Linked DNA regions of Sus scrofa: region 2 is linked to region 1. A link is a contact called in public Hi-C data. All regions are on one chromosome and are shown on one strand. Each heading gives the region's core, a stretch centred on a gene start, on an enhancer-like site or on the middle of the called end of the contact. The rest is flanking DNA. Distances are from core to core; before and after follow the strand shown.

Evidence for each region. A called contact is a pair of places that touch in the nucleus more often than the background predicts.
Region 2: a contact with region 1 is called in a Hi-C map of undifferentiated spermatogonia, with 2.6 times the contacts expected there. The contact joins the enhancer-like site here to the promoter of LOC110255736 in region 1. A contact is called at or near these places in 3 of 5 promoter capture datasets (fetal liver, fetal skeletal muscle and liver), 29 of 47 Hi-C or Micro-C datasets (alveolar macrophages, blood, brain and 15 more) and 2 of 2 datasets of contacts at active chromatin or transcription factors (alveolar macrophages and skeletal muscle).

The regions. Positions count from the first base shown.
Region 1 is chr10:11,310,309-11,317,733 of Sscrofa11.1, reverse strand. LOC110255736 reads left to right here and starts at 3,004. Exons shown (of 7, transcript XM_021065090.1): 1 at 3,004-3,050; 2 at 3,706-4,148. The coding sequence starts at 3,004. HHIPL2 (HHIP-like protein 2) reads left to right here. Exons shown (of 10, transcript XR_002336124.1): 9 at 1-54; 10 at 1,258-1,887. It overlaps TRNAT-UGU (a tRNA gene), which reads right to left and starts at 4,358; the gene lies at 4,286-4,358.
Region 2 is chr10:11,385,152-11,392,576 of Sscrofa11.1, reverse strand. It overlaps MIA3 (melanoma inhibitory activity protein 3), which reads right to left. Exons shown (of 28, transcript XM_021064137.1): 4 at 1,275-4,287. Among named protein-coding and RNA genes, the nearest start is that of MIA3, 26 kb to the right of the region's middle. Within about 2 kb of position 2,881, at least 1 of the 83 cell types and tissues checked has an H3K27ac peak or open chromatin away from gene starts, as enhancers often do. A contact at or near this core is called in undifferentiated spermatogonia, where this site is marked.

The DNA of each region.
Region 1 (7,425 bases), core at 1,755-4,254:
AGCCGGTGCCGGTGAAAATCAAGAGTAAGCGGATCCCATTCAGGCCACTAGCCAGTGAGTCTGTCTTTGTCTTTGGGCTCAGGGCTTGGCATCCAGGCGCCCGCACAGTGCCCTCTGCAGACAGCTGCCATCCTGGGGCGGGAGGTCTTTTCTCACCAAGGCTTATCCTCTGGGTGAGGACTGGGACCCATGGCTCTGTCTAGATGTCTCCTCTGCGACCAGACGGAGAGGGCCAGCACCTGCTTTTGCTGTGACCTGTGGTCCCTCGTTCGTTCCTTCCTTCCTTTGTGGCCATCCCTGGGGACACAGCAGTGAGCCTGACCTACAGGAGTTCTGAGTCCAGTGAGAGGGCGCATGGAGCACAGGCAAATGAAGAAATAGATGCAGCACGGAGGCTCTGGCTAGAAGGATGTCCAGGCCTCTGACTGGGCCCCCAGCCGGAGGCCCTCTTCCAGGCTAGGTGCGGAGTCAGGAAAGACTCACAGCGGAAGGATGCTGTTTCCAAGGGAACTCTTCTAGAGCCATGCAGCATTGGAGGAATCCCATCACAAAGGAATTGTTTTGGGAGTTCCCATTGGGGCTCAGCAGTAAGGAACCTGACTAGTACCCATGAGGATGCGGGTTTCAATCCCTGGCCTTGATCAGTGGGTTAAGGATCTGGAATTGCCATGAGCTGCTTGTAGGTCACAGATGCTGCCCGGATCTGGCGTTGCTCTGGCTGTGGTGTGTGTAGGCTTGCAGCTGCAGCTGCTATTTGACTCCAAGCCTGGGAACCTCTGTATGCCTTAAAAAGAAAAAAAAAAAAAAAAAAAAGTATTTTTAGATCAAGGCCAGTGAAGGACATTAAAAATGTTAATTTCAAAAGAACTTACATTCAAGGAGTTCCCGTTGTGGCGCAGTGGTTAACGAATCCGACTAGGAACCATGAGGTGGCGGGTTCGGTCCCTGCCCTTGCTCAGTGGGTTAAGGATCCGGCGTTGCTGTGAGCTGTGGTGTAGGTTGCAGATGCAGCTTGGATCCCGCGTTGCTGTGGCTCTGGTGTAGGCCAGTGGCTGCAGCTCCAATTAGACCCCTAGCCTGGGAACCTCCATATGCCTCGGGAGCGGCCCAAGAAATAGCAAAAAGACAAAAAAAAAAAAAAAAAAAAAGAACTTACATTCAAGAACCCTCAAGCGAGCACAGGTTTCCTGGGTGGCACTTCCCTTAGAGCTGCTTTCCAGGGCTTCTATTTCTACTAAATAAATATTTGTTTCCCAGAGACGGTCTTGGACTTGCTAAAGGAGCAAGCTGAAGAAGCTGCTAGAAAATCATCCAACGCAACTGTAACTTCCAGGCCAGACCGGGCCTCCTCTCGGAAAGGCCCCTCCAAGAAGCCAGCTTCCCCCACAAGCAGCAGGAAGCCGTTTCCTCGGCCTGGGGCAAAGAAGCGAGTGTGGTCCCCAGGCCCCCAGGGGAGGAGGAAGCAGAGCCCCAAGACCCCCCCAGGCAGAGGGGCACAGCGGCAGCGAGCTGGCAGGAGCCTCCCTCTGATGCTTCCGTCAAGGTGGTGGGTCAGGGGATGAGCTTCCAGTTTGCCCCTGGGGAACTGCTGCTGCTGCTGCTGCTGCTGCTGCACATGACCTTAGACACCTGGGAAGCTGGGGTGCAGGCGAGGACCAGTGGTGAGAGCTTGACCTTGGGCTGCGCAGTGGTCTTCTCCTCAAGAACCTTGTCCTCTGACCTGACCGGATGCCCCATGTCCGCTTCTGCAGCGAGACCAAAGCCCATGTTGCCAGGCTACCTGGCTGCCTGTTTGCCAGTCTGTAAACCCGCTTGGAAGTCCACTGTGTGTCCCTGTTTGTAAGTGCCCGTGACCTAAGGCAATAAATCAACACTTGCTCAAATGGACCCGGAGTGTTTGATCTCCTGGATGCTTGCCTGGTGGTAAGAAATGGGACGTGGAGTTCCCGCGTGGGGCAGGGGCTCGGCAGCGTCTCTGCGGGCCAGCACGCAGGTTCTGAGCCTGGCCAGGCACAGCAGGTTAAAGGATCCAGTTGCCCCAGCGGGGCCTAGGTCGCAGCTGCGACTGGGATTTGATCCCTGGCCCGGGAACTCCCTATGCCCAGGTGGCCGAAAAAGACAGAAAAGAAAAAAAAAAAAAAAATCTGCCGTGCTTCACCCAGTTTGCCTAAGAGCCATGTGTCACTCCCAAGCCTCATCTCAGGTCTAAGAGGGGGCTTGTAGTGATGCCTTTGGGGGAGAGCTCCTCTAAAATGGATGTCTCCTTCGCCCTCACTGAAGCGAGGGTATGAATAAAGGCAGGTCCTCTGGCGCCTACTGTTCTGCGGGGCAGAGAGCATAGCAAACATGACTACAGGTTGCATACCTATTATGTGCTAAGTTTATATCCACTCTCCAAAACCTCAAAACCTTGCTGCTTGCGTGTTGCCCCATCACTTCTGCTGCAGATCAGGGAAGTGAGGCCTGGCGAGGTTAGGCCACTTGCCCTGGACCACGGCAGCAAGGGAGCGGGGAATTGTTCAGCTGGACTTGAACCAACGCCCCTGTCAGCCTCTCTGGGGGCCCCCAGGGAGGGTGGTGGCTTTTAACCTGGTACTTGAGGAATGACAGAGCTAAGAGCTTCAACAAGTTCTCCAGATTCTGCAGAGTACCCGGAAGAATATAGGCAATTTGACTTAATGGAACAAAACCAAAAATGCCAGGGTTTTAGGATCCAGAGCTAAAATCTTGCAAGCCAAGAAATTGTCCCAGTCACATCATCCTCAAAAGAACCCAGATTAAGAAATACATTCTCTTGTTTTTTGTGGAGTTTGGGTTATGCTGGGGGAGATACTTGATTTCGTCTCAACAAGTGCCATGCTTACAGCTTGCCAGGCACAGTACAGGCTCTGGGAGACCCAAAGAGATGAAAGGCTTACCTGCTGTAAGCACTGTTAAGCATTAACTTGAACTCAAGGTCATGAGACTCGGGATCCTTGAACTTGCCCCATATGAGAGCTGCAAATGGGAGCCGCCCATTTAATTAAAATTTTTCTAGTAGCCAAAAAAAGGTAAAATTAATGCAATTACACAATTTATTTAATCCTGTATATTATGGTATTATTGTTTCAATATGTAATTGATTAAAAATTACTAATGGGATAGTTGACATTCTTTTTTTTTTTTTTTTGGTACTGAATTTTCTAAACCCAATGTGTATTTTATTTCAGCAAATCTCAATCTGGAATAGCCACATTTCAGGCACTCAATGGTTTCATGTGGCAGGGGGCTAGTTTATAGACAGTCCTTTATCAAAACATCCTGGGTGCGGACAATTTCTGTATTCAGAAAATGCTCTGGGGAATTCCCGTTGTGGCTCAGCGGAAACAAACCCAACTAGTAGCCATGAGGATGCGGGTTTGATCCCTGGCCTCTCTCGGTAGGTTAAGGATCCGTGGTTACCACCAGCTGTGGTGTAGGTAGCAGATGCAGCGCGGATCTTACATTGCTGTGTCGTGGGTCAGCAGCTGTAGCTCTGATTCGACCCCTCACCTGGGAACTCCCATATGCCACTCGTGGCCCTTAAAAAAAGAAACAGAAAAGAAAGGGCACTGGTGACTATAGTCACCCAGCATTCGGGAATTCAGGGTAAAAACTGCAAACCTTGGCTTCCCGCGCAGCCCGGGCCCGTTTATTTCGGGGAATCGCTCCCTCTTTCTCTCGTAGGGGGCAGGATGGTGGCGCCAAGCTGGGCTCTGAACGCCAAGCTGCCACGTGTCCTCGTCCAGGCCACGCGGGCCAATCTCTGGGCCCGGCAACAGGGTCTGGAGGCGCCCTCGCCGCGGGTCGGGCCAGCGAGAGCCGGGCTCCAGCGCCACCAGGCGGCCGCGCGGCGTCACTGCAGGCGCAGCCACGTCCCGCCCGCCCCGCGCACCCGCGCCGCGCGCCGCGCGCCGTCGAGGTCCCCGCGTCGCCGCCCTCTGCCTTTCGTAACTCGGCGCGGGGTCTGGGTTTGCAGGGCTTTGAAAACGAGCCCCCGGCGCCTTGCGCCCTCTCTTCCGGCGCTCTGGCCGCAGATTCGGGTAGCGCCGGCCACCGTGGACCATTTTTCTTTTTTTCCTGCTTCGCGGCGTTCCAGGATTTTCTCTTCCGGGTCGCTCTGAGGCACGGTAAGCATGTTCGTGATTTATATTTCAGGACTAAGTCCTGCCAGAAGTACCGTTTTTTAGAAATCACTGTTTCATTTTGGAATCCCTGGTGCGTATTTACGCGGGATGGTTTTTTAAAAAAAGCGGAAATGCAGATGAGGCCCCAGCGAGGATCGAACTCGCGACCCCTGGTTTACAAGACCAGTGCTCTAACCACTGAGCTATGGAGCCTGCTCACTACCTGGCGCGCTGTAATTCAAGGACATTGGAAGTAACATTGCTTTCCGGCAGTCTCAATTAACTGACCCTCGGCGTCCACTATCTCGGACAATTGTAAAGACAACGTAATAAGCAGAAAAAAAAGCCGAATCTCAAAATTGTATGTTTATGATTACCAAACACGAATTCATACCGACGATACATTATGCATACAGATAATTACTGAAAGGGAAAGTGCAAAAATGAAATACTGTTCTAATGGTGCATGAATGGTACCTTTACGTCTTAAAAAGTTCTCCAGTCTGTTGTTTGTATGACAAATTGTATCAAGTTTTGTACTTAGAGGGAAGTTATGGGGGAGTATCTTTGGTACCCGTAACTGAAATAAGTAATCGACTGAGGATGAATTAATTGATTCCACACATTTTTGAGTACGCACGTCCTACCCGATGGTAGAGGTACAGTGAGTAGGTAGCGCTCTGTTCCCTCTCCTGTGTAAACGATCCATCACTGCCTGAAGGAGAGGATGACAAGCACGCGCTCCCAGAGGTCTGGAGGCTTCTCTCCCTGACCTCCTTCAGATTCCTTTTCTCATCAAGACTCTTCTCTCACCACCCCCTCCCCCATTTAACGCGGCACCACCCTCCTTATCCGGCCCCTTTGCCCCCAACTACTCAACTTTCTTTCCTGCTGGACAATGTGTTTATTATTACGTTTATTCTCTCCAGGTTAGAAGTTGGGTCTTTGGGGCCTTTTTATTTCATTCCCTGCTGTATGCCCAGCACCTAGGATGACGTCTAACGCCCCGTGAGCGGGTGCTCAGTAAATGCTGAATGATGGGCATCCGCCGGGAGAAACCGGGAAGCGTTTGGGAGCCGCTTTCTCACGTTCGCCTTTACTGCCTGCCGCCTCCCTGGCCTCGCTCGTCCAGTGGGGGGTTTTCTAACACGCTTGGGCGTCCTCAGCCTGTCTTGTTTCCCTCTGGTCCTGCTGCCCGGCCCTTTGCTCTGAGACGCACCGCCCTGCTGCGCACTTTCCTCGCTCCTCTGCCCAGCCCTCCAGGGCGTCTCGCAGTTCTCAGGACCAAGCCGAGCGCCTCGTTTGGTTTCCTCTTTGGTGCACAGACTTTGCCTCCCTCTAAGCAAACCTAGCAGGCCCCTCCATTTCTCATTTTACGAGGCTTCTTCTGCCTTAACATCTGAGCCTCCCTTGGATGTTTCATGTCATCAAGAAATGCTTTTCCATCTCAGAGGTGGTTTTGAGAAAGGCTTTCCTTTTCTGGGGCCGCCCCGGCCGAGTGCACACAGCCTGGGGGGCTTAAACGATAGAATTGTCTTGTCTCACGGTTCTGGAGGCTATAGGTCCAAATTCAAGGTGTGGATAGGTTTGCTTCCTTCCGAGGGTTCTGAGGGGCGGTTTCCATCCAGGCCTCTCTCCTCGGCTTGTAAATGGCCATCTTCTCCTCCTCGCTTCCCTTTGTTATGTGTCCCTGTCTGGGTTCAAGTTTCCCTTTTTTATGAGGACACCAGCTAGGCGGCATTAGACTCACCCAAGTGATCTCACTGTAACCTGATGACCTCTGTGAAGACACTGTCTCCAAAAAGGCCACATTCTGGGGTTCCTGTTGTGGCTCACCCGTAAGGACCCCGACTAGTATCCATGAGGACGTGGGTCCGATCCCTGGCCTTGCTCAGTGGGTTAAGGAGGATCTGGCGTTGCCGTGAGCTGTGGTGTGGGTCACAGATGTGGCTTGGATCCGGCGTTGCTGTGGCCCTGGTGCAGGCCGGCAGCTGAAGCTCAAGGAAACTTCCATGTGCTGCAGGGATGGCCCTAATTAAGACAAAAAAAAAAAAAAAAGAAAAAAAAAAAAGAAAGCCACATTCTGAGGTACTGGAGGGTTAAGACGGCTACATAAGAATTTTGAGGGGGAGGAGTTCCCTTTGTGGCTCCCCAGAAACATATCTGACTAGCCTCCGTGAGGACGAAGGTTCAATCCCTGGCCTCGTTCAGTGGGTTAAGGATCTGGCGTTGCGGTGAGTTGTGGTGTAGGTCACAGATGTGTCTGGGATCCTGAATTGCTTCGGCTGTAGCTCTCATTCAACCCCTAGCCTGGGAACCTCCATATGCCGCAGTGCGGCCCTAAAAAGACTTTAAAAAAAAAAAAAAGAATTTTGAGGGGGCACGATTTAACCCGGAATGTGTGCTCAGTTAAGGCAGAAGCAAGGCCTCCCTTCATTCCCTGCATCCCCTGTGGCGCCTGCAGGTGGAGGTTCATAGATTTTTGCTGCACCCGCCCTCCCCAGTGCTGGGGCACGGGACCTGCAGCCGCTGCAGGTGGGGTGTGGTGGAAGTGCACCTGCACCTCTCAGCTCGAACTTTCGAGCTTCAGGACGTGGAGACGAGGGGAAGGCAAGATCAGGAGTGGGGGAGACGTTCATGTGCTCACAAGGGTTAGTTAACTCATAAGGATTAGTTAACTCACAAGGGTTAGTTCAGGGTTAGTTAACTCATAAGTGCATGGCATTAGAGGAACAAGTCTGGGAGGGCTTTTTAAAAATTGATTTTTTATTAAAGTATAGTTGACCTACTGTGTTGTGCCAGTTTCTGCTGCACAGCAAAGTGGCCCAGTCACACATCTATACACCTTCTTTTCCTCACACTGTCTCCCATCACCCTCTACCACAGGAGATTGGCTGGAGTTCTCTCTGCTGTACCCAGGACCTCCTTCCTTATGGCTTCTAAATATAACAGTAATATAATAATCTACCAATCCCAAACTCCCAGTCCGCCGCACATCCCCCTTGGCAATCCCCCCTTGGCAATCGCAAGTCTCTTCTCTATGTCTGTGCTTTATATTTAATTTTAGGTCCCTTCCTCTTTTTCCTGATCCCCGCCGTCAAGCCCCAACGCAAGCCATTTCATCGCCTGTGAAATGGAGGGGATAATTTTGGCTCTGTCTCAGAGCAGTTTGGGGCATTCAACACAATCGTGAACTTGACAGTGGTCGCAGGTGGTCAAGTGCCAGATACAAGCGCGGTAGACTGAACATTTCCCTCCAGCGTGTGGGTCCACCCCGAGC
Region 2 (7,425 bases), core at 1,632-4,131, 75 kb before region 1:
GTAGAGCTTTGACTACATATAAAAGTGTTCCCAGCTCCAAATGCTCGGGACCCCAGGCAGCCTGGGAACACTCCTCCTGTGGTCTCTGCGCCCAGGGAGATACTCTCAGCTCACACATCTCCGTTTGAAAAGCATGTGGGCAGAGAAAAGAGCATGAGCCAGGAACCAGCTTCTATGAGACGCTGGCTCAGGGTCCGTTCACTCACTGTTTATTTACTGGATGGCTTCTGCATCAAGTGCTCTGTTAGAGGCTCTGTGTCCTGGTTTGTCCTGGATTAATCTGAACGTGAGAACCCGATGGCTGGGTAGAATTTAACTCACCTATGCACATAGCATCCAGCAAAGATGGAAGTTGGAGGGGGGGGCGGTTCCCTCTGTGGCTCAGAGGGTTATAAACCCACCTAGTATTCATGAGGACCCGGGTTCAATTCCTGGCCTTGCTCAGTGGCTTAAGGATCTGGTGTTGCTGTGAGCTGTGGTGTAGGTCACAGATGCAGCTTGGATCCTGCATTGCTGTGGCTGTGGTGCAGGCCGGCAGCTGCTGCCCCGACCCCTAGCCTGGGAACTCCTATGTGCTGCAGTAGTACACACTCCCCCCAAGCCCACCCCCCCCAAAAAAAATTAGGGGGAAGAAAAGACTCACTCAGGCAAGGCATCAAGTTAAGCCCTATGCCAGTAAATCCTTAGACAGAGAGCAGTGATTTGACGATGAAGAAAATGTGTTCAAAAAAGCCCTTTCATGGAGTTCCGGCTGCAGCACAACAGTATCGGCTATATTTCTGCAGTGCCAGGACACAGGTTCAATCCCTGGCACAGTGGGTTAAAGGATTCAGCCTTGCCACAACTGTGGCATAGGTCACAACTGTGGCTTGTCTGATCCCTGGCCCAGGAACTTCGTATGTGACCGGTTGGCCAAAAAAGAAAAAAGAAAAAAACCCCTCTCATACTTTTGCATGAAACATGTACTATGTCAACAGGTCTATTTTATACCTCATTTCTTATGTGTGGCTTTATCTTTTTAGAGTTTCCTTTTGAGAATGCTTGCCAGTCTCAGCTGTCTAAGGGAGAAAGAGGGCAAGAAATCCTTATCCACACCCCCATCTACAAGAAAGACTGGACGGGTCATGAGGCCGTCACTGTGCTGCCCCTCGCCTCTGGGCCGCTGTGAACTGGGGACAAAGCTTTACAAATAGGGCACGAGGCTCTTCAGAGCCCCCCAGCCCCACACCCGTACCTGGAGCCCAACACCAGGAGGTCACAGGCAGGCACCTCACCTTCTGCAGGTCCAGCCGAACTCTCCTCCGCAGGTCCAGCCAAACTCTCCTCCGCAGGTCCAGCCGAACTCTCCTCCGCAGGTCCAGCCAAACTCTCCTCCGCAGGTCCAGCCGAACTCTCCTCCGCAGGTCCAGCCGAACTCTCCTCCGCAGGTCCAGCCAAACTCTCCTCCGCAGGTCCAGGCCGGCCCTCCTCCGCAGGTCCAGGCCGGCCCTCCTCTGCTGGTCCAGGCCGGCCCTCCTCCGCAGGCTGCGCGGCTGCCAGGGACGCGGCCTCCTCCTTCGCGGAGTATGTGTACCTGACAAAATAGATCAGTTCGTGAACGTCATCGAGCACAGCAGCCTCTTCGCTGAAGATGCTGTCCCTCATCGCCGGGTCTCTGTCTTCGGTCACGCGAGTGTCGAGCATCTCCTCTGCCACGCTCAGAATGTGGGACTCGGAAGCACGGAAGACCTTATCTAGGACTTTCTCCACGTTGTAGGGCAGGCTCTCCCGCTGCGCCGACTTCAGCTTGGAGGACATTTCCTGGAACAGGGCTTCCAGCTCCTGGACGTCAAAGTACTTCTGGAAGCGCTCCAGGGACTGCTGCTCTTTAAAGAAGCTGCCGATTATAGGCAAGTCCTCCCGGGGGACGCCGAGCTCCTGCTGAACAGGTGCGTGTGGCGCCCAGGGGGGCGGGTCACTGTCCTGGTCCTCAGGAGCGGACCCCCGGAGCCCTGCGTCCACCAGTTTCGCCACGTCCTCCTCATCCTCTTTCAAGAGTTCTGCCCCAGGCTTCCCCAGGAGCCCTGGCGCCCCCGGGGGTTCCTGGAGGCCGTCTTCGTTAAAATAATCCGGAGCTTTATGCTGAGATGCGGCCCCTAACCCTGCAGTCTGATTGGCTCTCTTGGGAAGGTCGCGTTCCTCAGAGGGGCTCTGTCCCTTCTGACCCACGAGGGAGCTTCCTCCTTTTTCCACCACCGGACTACTGGGATCCCCGCCTCGTGCGTCCACGCCTTCACCCGCAGGGTCACTTTTTCTTCCAGTTTCCACCGTATTATTGGTCTCCCCTTTGTTTTCTCCAGGTTCTGGATCAGCATGAACAGCACCTAAAAGCGCTTTTGCAGAGGCCTGTGGGTCAGCATCTAAGCCCGCGTCCTCAGCCTCGGGGCTCATTTCTTTAGACCGCTTCGCACTCACAGCGTTTTCATCCTCCAACAGCTCTTCGGGGGCGTAATCGTCCTCGTCTGCTTCCGGGTGTTCCGGGCGGAGACCTGGCACCTCGGTCACCCCTGCTTCCCGCGGGGCCGCCGCGGGCTCGCGGCGATGGGCAGGCCCCTCCTCCAGGGCATCCTCAGCGGCCTCCTGATCTGAGAGTCCCCCGTCGTCGCTCCCTTGCTGGGGAAATGCGGCGGCGGCGCCTCCTTCCTGTGGCCCGGAAAGGCTGCTTCCCGGAGCGGGACCCTCTTCCCCCGGGTTTCTTGGCGGAGCAGGTGCATCGGGGGAGGAGAATCGAGTCCGGTTTTGAGATTTCCCGGGCTGGTCCTCACCCAGGTGCTCCCCCGAGAGCGGCGGTGGGGCTGGGCCGATTCCTGAGCCGCCGTCCTCCTCCCCGCGGGCCCTGGAAGCATCAGGCTGACTGTCGGTCCGGGGCGCTGCGATCCCCGAGGGGGCCTGTCCAAGCTCCCGCTCGGCCCCCGGGATCCCTGCAGCTCTAGCCACCGAGGCGCCCTCCGAGCCGCCTTCCAACCGCTGTGCTCCGGGCTGTTCCTTCCCGGGCCAGTCTTTCGAGATATGAACAGCGGCTCCTTCCAGGTCATTCTCTTTGCTGGCAAAGGCCGATAGAAATGTCTCTGCATCCTCTTTGGCGGCGGGCGGAGGGCTGGGGTGGCCGCTCTGGGCAGAAGCGTGCCGGCTCCCGCTTCGGCGCGTCTTGTCCTCTAATCCCGCTGCCTCCCGCGCCGCCAGGTCCCTCCCCGGCCGCTCGGCCTCCCGCCCTTGCCCTTGAACGTGAAGTTCTGCGGGCGCCTCTGGGTCCTGGTCTTGACTGCTTCTGGGGACTTCCACCTTCCGAAGGCCATCGGCTGCCTCTTCGGGGTCGCCAGAAGCCGAGGCTGGTCGTGCTGTCCCCACGTTGCGACCCGGGACGGATGCTTCATCACCAGCCTTTGCTTCCTTCGAATCCCAAGTCTCCAAATCCGCACCTGTGTTTTCCTCACCTTCTGCCACCACGGAGAAGGTGCTATCTTCCTCTGCATTTTTCTCACCGTACTGGATGCCGGGGGGCTGAGTCTCCCCAGCCCGACTGGCTTCCTTCCAAGTCTGCTCTTTCTCTGTTGGATGCTTCTCAACGCCAGACTTCGCCGGAGCTGGATCTTCTCCATCCACGAAGGTGAGTAGTGGGAGGTCGTCCACGCCGTCTTTGTTCTCCTCTTCTTCCTTCCCCACGGTGTAGTACTCACCTTCCAGCTCCTCATCAAAATCGTCCTCTAAGGAGGTAACAAATCTGGTTGTCTCATCGTCAGATACAAATGCGTCGGCAGTTGAGCCGAATTTGGTTTTCAAGTCCAGAGTCATTTCTGTTTTCAGAAGTTTATAAGCATCAATCTTCTCCTGCTCATTGGAGACCTGAGAACTATTGCTGGTTTTGCTGCGTTCGCTTTCTGGCACTTTTAACTTATCTTGCAGCATTTCTCCAAAAGGTTCGAAAGAAGACTGCTCTCCCTGAGCGGGATCTGTTTGACTGCTTCCATGAGGGTGGCTCTTCTGAGCCTCCTGTCTTTCCCTGGGTTCCTCAGTGTTTTCTGAGAATACACTTTCACTTTCCTGCGAGCTGGGTTCTCCTGGTTCAGGTTCAGGGTCACTTTCCTCGGACGCTTCAGGAGGTTCTTCCACCTGCTGAGAAGTTTTTTCTTGAACTTCCTCAGAGTCTCCAGGCGCCGAATCATACAATTCCAAAAACCCTAAAAGTTCTTCGACATTATAATTATCAAAATTGTCTCTTCCTCCATCAAAACAAACAAAATCTGTCTCCTGCAGAAGGGAAAGAAAAACATTAGTGTGTCACTAACTGAGTGTCACAAGAGCAAATGCTTACCCACGCGAATGACAGAGATGGTCTCAAACTCATGTTTGGCTCCAGAGGCGCTTTCGTGCCAGCCTCGGGGAGTCAGGAGACAGAGGCTGGAACACACTTTCCCCTGGCTTCCTGCTTCCTTGAGGAAGGACCTTGCCTGAGGAATGCCTCCGGCCTTGCTTCCTTCGCTTTCCTAGGGGAAGAACAACGCATGTGGCTGCTGAGCTGGCTCTGCACTCTCCCTGTTTTCTGTTGGGATTGGGGCCCGGGGGTGGGGGTGGGGGGACATGACACCCTCTAACCTCCATGCTGCCAGTGTTACAGGGGCAGTCCTACCTGGGGAGGCCCCCCAGTTGGCCTGCTCTGCCTGTGGCTGGGTAAGTCTATCATATCCTAGGCTGTGATTTTCAAAAGCCCATTCATTTCTGCCCACTTGAGCCAAGTTGTCCAAAAACTTTTCTGGTAAGTAATGGTGACATTTGGGTCTCCATCTGCCTGACTTCTGGGTTTCTCAATTTGGTCTCAGCACAAGCAGGGAAAAGGAAGGAATCACTCACCAGGTCCTCCAACTTCCAGTATCTATGCCTGATACTCTGGAAAGTGGTCTCATAATAATTTGTCCAGGAGAGGCTGGAAGACCACCCATATATCTCCATAACCCTACCCTCTAGGCGCTATTTCTCTGCTTACCCAGCTGGAAGCAGGCAGAATCACCTTGCCGACTGGCTCTAAGTCTACAACAGATTTCTGGCTCATACGTGCCTTGGACTGGGAAAGATAAATGAGCTTAAGAAGCATCGTACTGAAATACAGATGTGAGGGAAATAAAAATGCTAAGGGACAAAGACTGGACCAAGACAGGCAAGGATTAACTATCACAAGTGCAGCTGGAAAACAAGATTCAGTCAGGGATACACTCCACTCTAAATCAGGGTTCTAAGTGTCATAAGAGCTGCTTTCAGACTAACCGGATCCTGACATTCTTCCTCCGCTAGGAAACAAACTGACGTAGAAGGGGCCGTACACAGAGGAAAAGTGAAAAAACAGCGCCGATCAGCTTCTTCTCCTAACCGGCCTCGCACAGCACTCTGGAGACCCGATAATTGTAGCAGAGACGGATGACTTTCTCTTTCTTTTTTTTTTGGTCTTTTTGTCTTTTAGGGCCACACTTGCAGCATATGGAGGTTCCCAGGCTAGGAGTCCAATCAGAGCTGTAGCCACTGTCCAATACATTTCCAGATAACCATCCCTTTCATCACTGCTTTGAGTTGTAGCCACCAGAGCCACAGCAACTCAGGATCCAAGCCGTGTCTGCGACCTACACCACAGCTCATGGCAACACCAGATCCTTAACACACTGAGCGAGGCCAGGGATTGAACCCATGTCCTCATGGATGCTAGCTGGGTTCACTAACCGCTGAGCCACTACAGGAATTCCGACTTCCTCTTCTTAGTGGCATTTCTTTTTTGTTTGTTTGTTTGTTTGTTTGTCTTTTTGCTGTTTCTTTGGGCCGCTCCTGCGGCATATGGAGGTTCCCAGGCTAAGGGTCTATTCAGAGCTGCAGCCACTGGCCTACGCCAGAGCCACAGCAACTCGGGATCCGAGCCGCGTCTGCAACCTACACCACAGCTCACGGCAACGCCGGATCGTTAACCCACTGAGCAAGGGCAGGGACCGAACCCGCAACCTCATGGTTCCTAGTCGGATTCGTTAACCACTGCGCCACGACGGGAACTCCCTTAGTGGAATTTCTAAGCCACTTCTCAAGGCTAAGCGTGGAGGGAAAGGGGCAATGAGAAGGCAGAATCCCTAACAAGTGAGGTTCCCCTGACCACTGAATGGCTGGCTCACACGTAGACCACCCCCCGCACCCCCAGCAGGATCTTCAGCAGCAGCAAGGCCCCACAGACAACAGGACTGACTTTATGACCCTCGAGAATACCAGGGCATTTCAGGAAGAGCAATGGCTCCATGACTTCATCCACTCTGCAGAGCTCAGCTGAGAACTGTGCCAGGCCAGCAGCTCCCCTGCTCGGCAGCAACTCCAAGGACTTGCTCAAAGATTTCTGTTTGGAGGTGGGTATCAAGTCCTTTAAATTTTAAAACTCCAGAAAATAATCTGCTGGAACGAGGACCCCAGAACACGGACCCTTTGCCATCACAAAGCTATTTTAAGTTCGTGTGCCCTGGATGAGTGCTTTTACAGACCATGCAGTCAGGACCTGCAGATCTGAGCTTGGACCTCACGGGAAGCGCTCAGATTCCCTTTTCCAAAATCTATCACATACCTCTAATCCCTTAAATCCCCAGAGTCAATGAGAAAACCTCATGGCCTAGTGCATAAGCAAGGGTTTCTTGCTGATTAACCTGATTTTTATATACTTAAAATGTCTAAAAGCTATTCAATGAGTTACTTGCAAATTGAGACACCTTTTCATCATGCTTGTAAAATATTTATTTACCATCTACAGTTAATAACTAAATACAAAGATACTGGATAGTTCATGTTTTTTTCTTACAAAAAATAGCAAAGAAAGGAGTTCCCACTGTGGTCCAGGGGGTTAGGACTCCAGCTGCAATGGTTGCTGTGGAGGCCCAGTGCAGTGGGTTAAAGGATCAGGCACTGCCAAACCTGTGGCTCAGGTCACAGCTACAACTGATTCAATCCCTGGCCCAGGAACTTCCAGATACCATGAGTATGGAATTAAAAAAAAAAAAAAAATTCACAAAAGTAGCAAAGAAAAATCCTGAATAAGCCTACATGACCTTGTATAAGAACACCTGCTTCAATGGATAACTAGCAGATTATGATATAAAGTCTCCTGTAGATTCTTTTTCTTTTTTTGGTCTTTTTTTTAAGGCCACACCTGCAGCATGTGTAAGTTCCCAGGCTAGGGGTCAAATCCGGAGTTGTAGGCGTGGGCCTACACCACACCTCACAGCAACACTGGATCCTTTAACCCACTGAGTGAGGCCAGGGATCAAACCTGCATCCTCATGGATGCTAGTCAGATTCATTTCCACTGAGCCATGACAGGAACTCTGTCTCCTGTAAATTCTTTTCAAACTTTTCCCTTTCTTTCTTTCTTCCTTT